Regions from separate parts of the Sus scrofa genome. Here region 1 is linked to region 2. A link is a contact called in public Hi-C data. All regions are on one chromosome and are shown on one strand. The core of a region is the stretch at or near the end of the contact, and the rest is flanking DNA. Distances in the headings are between cores, read along the strand shown. Region 1 overlaps RPGRIP1L (protein fantom). Region 2 overlaps FTO (fat mass and obesity associated).

Region 1 (4,559 bases), core at 1,582-4,081, 140 kb before region 2:
TGCTCGAGTGTCCAAAACTAGGGAGACAAGAGCAGACAAGTGTTAATATCATTCAACAGATTTTTCTTCAGATAGCCTAGCTGCAACAGTAGTCAAAAGGATGAAAACAGCTCTATAAAAGTCCAAAATTCACTGGTATCTCAGAAATCTAAAACCTAAAGCTTGCCGTGTGTGTATAAAGATACACATTGTAGATGCACTGCATGTGTGTATACATACTGCCTGCAGAGTTAAAACTAATGACCTAATCCAAAAGTTTATCTAGTGGAAAGGCTACGGGATAATGGTTGCCACACAGAATCAGAATTTCTTAGCAAGAAATAAAGTCTAAAAGGGATCAAAGGGATCAAGATAGGACAATGAAGAATTTGTTCTAACAGCATTATTAATAAATATCAGGAGTTCCCATCATGGCTCAGTGGTTAACGAACCCTACCAGCATCCATGAGGATGCAGATTCGATCCCTGGCCTCCCTCAGTGGGTTAAGGATCTGGCGTTGATGTGAGCTGTGGTGTAGGTGGCAGACATGGCTCGGATCCCGAGTTTCTGTGGCTGTGGTGTAGGCCAGCGGCTACAGCTCCGATTGGGAACCTCCATATGCCGTGGGTGCAGCCTTAAAAGACAAAAACACAAATAGCACAGTGGCAACCTCCTGTAAAGAAGGTACATGATCGTAATTGGGAATGATTATTTATCTTTCTAAGGAAAACATTCCATTTAAAATAGATTACATGTGAAATTAGAAAAAGTTAAACTGGCAGACCCACACTTTAAGGTCTATGGATTAGCTTTGAGGGTCTATGAATGAGGCTGCAGGAAAATAGATGTAAAATTTTGAGTGTCTGTGGGCTTTTCTGGGCACAACTTGTGTATCGAAGCCGACTGCTTGATAATCCTCTGAGCACTATGTTGGGGGCCGAATGGGACGCTGATTCAGTACCTGGGATCCCATCCCTCTGGGAACGGTGATACCCACTAGTGACTCAAGGCCAGAATTTTCGACTTTGTTAAGTCTGATAGCACTTATGAGTCCATATAGTGTCTTCTTTATTTTCCTAGAACTTTCAATGTGTGTGTGTGTGTGTGTGTATGTGTGTATTTATTTACTTATTGGCTACATTTGCAGTATATGCAAGTTTCTCATCCAGGGACTGAATCTGAACCACACCTGTGACCCATACCACAGCTGCGACAATGCCGGATCCTTTAACCCACTGGGATCGAACTCACATCTCTGCAGTAACTCAAGCCGCTGCGGCTGGATTATTAACCCACTACACCATGGAGGGAACGCCTGTGTGTATGTTTAATTCCAAGAAAATCTGTAAGGAAACCTTCAGATAAAATGTAGTATACAATGACTTAGGTGGATAAATGAGCAAGCAAGAAGATTGCAGGGGCACAAGTGGTCCCCAACACACTGCCAAGTTGCCTCTTTTTGGGACATCTCACTTCTACATCTGGCATGGAGCAAAGCATAAAACACTTGATGGGACCAGTGTTTAATTTTCTGATTCTTTCCCAGAACAAGGCCACAAGAGCTGTTTATATCAAATCAGGGTAGTCCCATGTGGTCTTGCAGAAAGAGAAGATGGGTTTCCAAAGAGGACTGACTGGAGAAAAGATTAAGAATATAAAGCATAGATCATTTTGATCATTTTTGTCAGACTCTCTTGGTTCTGGGTGTCTTTAATAGGATTTAGGCTAATATTTTAATCCTCTCATCTTCTACTTCTACGCCTGCCAAAGTTGTGATTGTGTATGTGATATGTATCATTTATAAAATTTCCCAGAATAGGTTCCTAATTTGGTTCCTTGGTCTAATTTGGTTAGTTATTTGGCTTGATCCTAACCTTGGAGCACTGGATACATATCCAGCTTGACAAGCAGCTTAACATCTGAACTACGCCAACTACCCAACTACGGTGAGAGCAGAGTGCCTGGCACTTAAGAGATGTTCAATTAAGTGTTCATTTAATGCATGGATAAATGAGTAAACAAACCGTGTACATTTTCCCGGTGGTGGATGGCTCTGCTGACTTAACAAATGAGAGGAGAACTCAGTCTCATTTCTCCACTTACTGTATAGCCTAGGCCACCCCTGATTATGATTTTTTTTTTTGTCTTGATTCCGTAAAGTACAACTCCTTCAGCATGTTCTAGATATGGCACTTAAGGATAAAGAGTGGAAATCAGGCATTGCTGGGACGCATACCTGGTGATGTGAAAACCTAGGAGAGCACTTTTTATCAGGAATCCCTCACTCCTCCCTGAATCCCAATGGGAAACAAGTGGCTAAAACCACTCAGTTATTTGCAGTGACTGTACTGCTGAACTGTAAAACTGAATTAAAGAGAAGCCTTGCAAAAGACACTATAATGATCACTCAGAATAACATGCCTTAGCTGAAGCAAGGCTTGACAGCATGAGGCTTCCATAAACAACATTAGAAAAATCCAATGGCTGAATTTTTGCCACACACACAACCCCCCATACTCACACAATGAATAATTCCTTGTGAAATGCAATAAATTATTTTTAAATTTCTGTTGATTCAAGGGAAGGCAGAAGGGGAGGGTCAGAGGGGGATGTAGGGAGGGGACTCCAGCTTTGCAAAAAGACAGCTTGCGTTGCAAAGGATTCAGCTAATGTGTGACTCGAAATCTCTGAAGCCAGCAGAAAGGTTTTAATAAAGAATTTGGATTTCAGCAATTGCTGGTTGTACAGATTGAGCAACACTTCCACCCGTACCGTCAATATTTTGCTCGATGATGTCGCTCCCTTCCCGGAACATGTCAGCGAGGTCAATGTTAGCCATGCCAATGTCCTCACACTCCAGATCCTGCTCATCCTCTGGGGGGTCACTGACCACAGTGAAGCGGACGCTGAGAAGGGGAAGGACAGAGAACATCACTACAAAGTGAGAAAAAAAAAATCACCACGGAACAAAACCCCCGAATGGGTTTTTATCTCTAACTGTGAAATCTCCAAGTTTCCAATTATTCCAATAAAAAGAAAATTATATTAGGTTAGATAAGTTATTATATGAACTATTAGAATTATTATAGCACACTCAGCCTTCACATGAACACTAATCCACTTTTCTAAGCACTGATTACCATTTAAGTCTAGAATCTGAGAAAATTACTAGGCAAAGAGAAGAACCAGATGTTCACTCTATTATGCACTATCTGATCGTATTTTGACACGTCTACTTCTAAGGCTAAAAGGATCAAGTGAAAAAAGACCATGGAGGTTAGGGAAGCATTTTCCACCTAAATGCAACATTTTCTATAGAAATGAATGCACAGCTTTGGAGTGACTACTAAGCAATTTTTCCAACTGTGTTCTATATATTCGGAATTATGTTAGATAAATGTTACAGCTTTGCCCAACAGCTATATGAAATGTTTGTATTACTTCAGCAATCTTTTAACTTACAATCATAGCATCCAAGTTTTATTTTACTTTTAGACACATAATTGTAGGGTTATGATGGAACTGATTTGAATTAGTGGCTTGTGTTCAGGCCAAACACATTTGGATTGACCAAATGACAGGAATTTACAGTTAAGTACTCTTTTGATATGTCTTGGCAGCATAGCTTAAACCATGAATGCTTGTAAACTACCATTTTAACCATTTTCAAAATGTATCCATCCCAAATCAGAAACAAAACAAGAAACTTGCTTCTTAGATAACATTCTTAGGTAAAAATCTAAGTCTCTGAGAACATCATGCCTTGAAAAATATGCACAAGTAAAATCCTTCAAGCACTTACCGGTAAACATGACAGCATTTTAAAATAATTTGCTAAAAATAAGTAGTCAACATTTCATTCCTTAACTAAGTACTTGTTTTTAGCTAGCAATACATTTTGATTAGAAAATAGAAATCCCTTAGGTTGAAACCAAAGGTAATGCTTATTTACACAATACTTGTGTAATTGGGAAGAGTGCAGATCCTGTGCTGCACGTGAATAAGACGGATATTTTATATGATGCATAAAATAGAGGGATTAAGATGGAGTGGTTAAGGGCATCCATTCTGGGTTCAAATTTCTGCCTTCCTACCAATTAGCTATGTGACCCTGTACAAATCACTTAACCTCTCTGATCTCAGCTTCCCTATCTGTAAAATAGGAACAATTCAGAGGCTCTTGTGAGGATCAAATGAGATGATACATGGAAACAGTGCCTGGAACTCAGTAAGCATCGAGTAAATATTTGCTCTTTTATTATGACTATTTTTAACCTAGGTAGGGCTCCTTCAGGTTCCACATTTCTAAGGGGAGAGATAATAATGACATGGGAAAGGCTTCCTTCAGTTGAAAACTGAGACACCCAAATTATACAATGACTCTATCAGTCAATTAATCAAGAAGAACAATGATGAAAGAAACTGCCCTAAAATGAATACACTTAAAAGAACAGGAATTGGAAGTGATCTTTGATGCAATTACACCTACAAGGCTTCCAGAAAAAAATACAGGCTACACAGACTGTAATAATAATAAATTTTATCTTTATATAATGTCTTCATATCTAAAGATCATATC
Region 2 (4,218 bases), core at 311-2,810:
TCCAGATCATTGAGGTGTACTCAAGAGATTATAGGGAGTAGTTCCAGGGCTTCGTTGTCAAGTCCATGTATTTCTGTGGCTCTTCTGTTGGGAGCATTTGCAAGTTCCTTACTCTGAAGATTTTTTTTTTTGGCCTGACATTGTCAACTATTTCTAGTTTTATAAAACTAGGAAATCTCTTTGTAGTCATGACTGCACTTTAACTCCCAAAGCCCTTCTTTTCAGGGCCATTAGCCACCCAGAATAGACAGAACAGACTTTCCCAGCCCCCTCTGCAGTTAGGTGTGACTGGGTGACTAAGAGGCTGTCACCTGTGGTAGTTTCTGGGATGTTTCCTTAAGAGAAAGCTGGTGTGTGCCCTTTGCCCTTTTCCTCTCAGGGCTTTTATCCTGCTGCCTGGAGTGGAAATGCTGCATTTGGATCTTGAGAGTGAGGGCCAGTCCTTAGGGGGAGCAAGAGAGGTGAGCTGGAAGGGGCTTGAGTCTCTGAGGACAGCCCGCGAACCCCCCTACCAGCCTGGTGAAGCCACTGCCATTTTGGATTTTCTGTCCCTTGCAGCCTAACCTAATCCTAGATAATACAGTTTCTACACAGTGCGGAAGAGGAAAGTCAGTCCCAAGCCCGTAGATTTCCTTCTGTCATCCTGAGTATTAATGTCAGAATTCCAACAGATCCCTCACTCTTCTTTCTTTCAACTCCTACAAATTAAAACAACCTACGACAATGATAATGTTAACTTACTTAAGAACTAAAGACAGGAGAGATCCATTAGTATGAAAGATATATGAGAGATAGGTTCATACAAAGGCTGGAACAGAATGTAGCTAATTCAGGAAAATGATAATGAGGGCTGATCTTAAGGACCTTTTGTAAGAGTCCTATCAGGGAGCCCTCACCACTTTGCAGTGTTGGTGGCAGCAACAGCTTTTGTTTTTTTAGATTGTTAGGGCTGCAACTTCACCTGCTTTCTTAAGGGCTTGGGGAGATTTTCAAGATTTCAGGTGGCCAATGTCAAGTCTCATTGTTGCTTTCAGTTCCCTTGTCTGAGACCGCTGTTTATATTTTGCCTGACACATTGGTTTTAGGCCATAATATTTGCATGTAGCCATCCTTCCTCTAACATTACCTATATCAGATAACATGCACTAGATTTGCTATCGTGGGTCATAAATGATTATTAATACAACCCTTAAAAAAGAGATGCTGTAATCATTTTTTTTCACGATTTTTAAAAAACTTTTGGAGGAGAAAAAAACCGCAGCTATTTGGTTCACTTGTTCTCATTACCATTTGCAAAGTGAACCCAGAGAGAGGTTTTCTGTGCCATGTTTTTCCTTGCTGTTTCTTGCCTTTTCATTTGAAGAATAGCAGGATCTTGTCTTTTGTTCACTCAAGTAAAAGTCCATCCAGCTGGAAAACAGAACAGTGCGCTCTTTGTGTGCTCAGAGCATTTGAATGCTTTTGGTCACACACTAGTTGCTGTTTAACTACAATAAAATTGTGACCAAAGGAGATAAACATTTAAAGGATAAATGACAGGGTTGTTAATCCAAAAGCGAGTTTTGTCGCATTGTTGTTTTTAGCTAATAGGTATATAGCCAGCAGTCACGGGGAGGAGTTGTAAGTCTGAAACTGAGTCAAACCTGTTTTCCAACAAGTTTAAAAAAAAAAAATGATGTCACTGGATATTTGTAATGGATGATCATTTTGGGTTGCGAAAGTTATTTGAACACGGCTAAACTGTCTTGGGAAACTTCTAAGAGTTTTCCTGATATGCTTCAAAGCTTGGTCATGTCATTCATCTATGTACTATATTAAAAATATGCATTCATATTTAATATGACATGTTAAGATATAAAATTATACCAAATATGTTATCTAAGGAAAGAGACTTTAGGGCTTTTATAAGTCTATGAATTCAAAACTTGCTCTGTCTTTACCCCTATAAAGCATGATCTCTCTGCCTTTTGGTAGAGGGAAATATTTTGAAAATTTCCCTTCCCTCTAGGAATTCAAAGCACAAACCTCTGTTCCTTTCTCTCGGGCCTCTCTCGCCCTCCCCTCGCCTTCTCCCCACCCCCACCCCCCACTCCTCTGGTGCAGCTGAAATCCAGATCTTTGGCCCTTTGAGAAGAGCTTCTTCTGGTTGTGGTGAGTGAGGCACTTAGATCTTGGAATGAGGTTTATTTTCTGAGTACAAAGTATACAAGGTTTCACTTGCCTGTTGTTGCTGTGTGCTGGGGTCTGTTTTGTCTTACTGCTGTTCCATTGGGTCATTCAGCCTTTTTCCAGGATAACTCCAAATCAAATAAATTGAATGTGTTTTTCCTTTTATGCAGTCACATCTCGTTATAGCAAGAAACTTACCCTTTATCTACCGAGGAGGGACAGCAGGGTCTGGCGGTGCCAGTGGTGGAGTAAGAAGTACGTGTACCTCCTAAAGGGGCCAGCTGTAACTTAGCTCTGGTGTGCAAACGTGGGCCCAGTGTTTGCAGATACTCCCATTTCTTGAAAGAAGCTGAAGATGTGGATTTTTTATTGGGAACTCTTTCTTTTAAAGAGCAGTCTACTAATTGAAATTTAAACCCCGTAAAGTCCAAAGGTCCCATATTTACTTCCTCAGACTGGAAGCAGCCGAGGTCTGCCTTTTGTGATCTCTGTTACTTAGGGAGGTTCTGTGACCAATGTCACCAGAGGAGGCGATGTGAGGATTCCTCTTCCAGGAAACTGACCAGCCCAAAGAAAAAGACGTAGGTTGACATGTGGGGGGAAAGTCGAAAGAAAGGGCCAAAAGAAAAAGAAAGAAAGGCCAGGTTTCCATCACAGCACTGTAGAGCCAGGCCCACTGGTTGACCAACTCAGTTTCTGTACATAGAGCCTCCGATCTCAACTGTGTTGCCTCATTTGAAATCATGGATTGAGAGGCAAGGATCACCAAACACTGCGGAGTCCCTCCAGCAAGAGTGACAGCATATGAAGAAACAACAGAAGGAAAGGATCCCAGAGAAAACAGGACACCATGGAGAACAGAAGACAAAACTTCAAAGCAAATGATGATTCATATTCTTTTTTTGCTATAATTACTGTTTTCATATATTTAATTTTTTATTAAAGTATAGTTGCTTTACAGTGTTGTATTAGTTTTAGGTGTACAGCATGGTAATTCAGTTACACACGCACGTGCACACACAGACACACGCGCGCGTGCGCATGCACACGCACATTCTTTTTTGGATTCTTTTCCCTTATACATTATTACAAAATATTGAGTATCGTTCTGCTATATAGTAGATCCTTGTTGATTACCTAGTTTATATATAGGAGTGTATATATGCTAATCCCAAACTCCTACTTTATCCCTCCACCCCCCTTGCCCTTTTGGTAACCGTAAGTTTGTTTTCTATATCTGTGGGTTTATTTTTGTTTGTACATAAGTTCATTTATATCTTTTTTTTTTAGATTCCACACATAAGTGGTATTTGTCATTGTCTGGCTTTCTTCACTTAGTATGATAATCTGGGTCCATCCATGTTGCTGCAGATTGCATTCTTTCATTCTTTTTAAGTTGAATAATATTCCATGGTGCATGTATACCACATCTTCTTTATCTGCTCCTCTGTTGATGGACATTTAGGTTGTTTCCATGGCTTGACTGTTGTACATAGTGTGGCAGGGAACATTGGGGTGCATGTATTCCTTTGAAGTATGGTTTTCTCTGGATATATGCCTAAGAGTGGGATTGCTGGACCATATGTTAACTCTATTTTTAGTTTTTTAAGGACCCTCCATACTGTTCTCCATAGTATGATTAATAGTCTTAAAGAGAAAAGGAAAGATACTATGTACATGAAACAAGAGTAAGCTGTTAATAAAAAGGAACATCCAGAGTATTTTGTTAGTAGTGAATAATGTATTGTGATTATATTTTTTTAAAAAAAGGCTGTCCTTAATACAGATTCATATCCAAGAATTGCAGTTGAAATATGTTATCTGAAGTTTGCTTTGAAGTAATTCAGAAGAAAAGGTAGGGTAAGGGAATAGATGAGTTAAGATTAGCAAAATGTTGATAATTGTTGAGGTTGCGTGATGAGTACATGAGAGCTTATTATATAATTCTCTCTGCTTTTATGTGTTTGAAAATTTCCGTTGTTGAATGTTAAAAGGAGGGAGCATTTAGAGGGCCAAGAACGAGCTATTGAAAATTAAAAACATGATAGC

The links. A called contact is a pair of places that touch in the nucleus more often than the background predicts.
Region 1: a Hi-C map of liver shows a contact between it and region 2, with 6 times the contacts expected there. The contact joins two enhancer-like sites. A contact is called at or near these places in 2 of 47 Hi-C or Micro-C datasets (fibroblasts and liver).

The regions. Positions count from the first base shown.
Region 1 is chr6:31,653,688-31,658,246 of Sscrofa11.1, reverse strand. It overlaps RPGRIP1L (protein fantom), which reads right to left. Exons shown (of 25, transcript XM_021097100.1): 24 at 2,753-2,886; 25 at 1-17. Among named protein-coding and RNA genes, the nearest start is that of RPGRIP1L, 91 kb to the right of the region's middle. Within about 2 kb of position 2,831, at least 3 of the 83 cell types and tissues checked have an H3K27ac peak or open chromatin away from gene starts, as enhancers often do. A contact at or near this core is called in liver, where this site is marked.
Region 2 is chr6:31,510,238-31,514,455 of Sscrofa11.1, reverse strand. The region is part of intron 1 of FTO (fat mass and obesity associated); the gene reads left to right. Among named protein-coding and RNA genes, the nearest start is that of FTO, 52 kb to the left of the region's middle. Within about 2 kb of position 1,560, at least 24 of the 83 cell types and tissues checked have an H3K27ac peak or open chromatin away from gene starts, as enhancers often do. A contact at or near this core is called in liver, where this site is marked.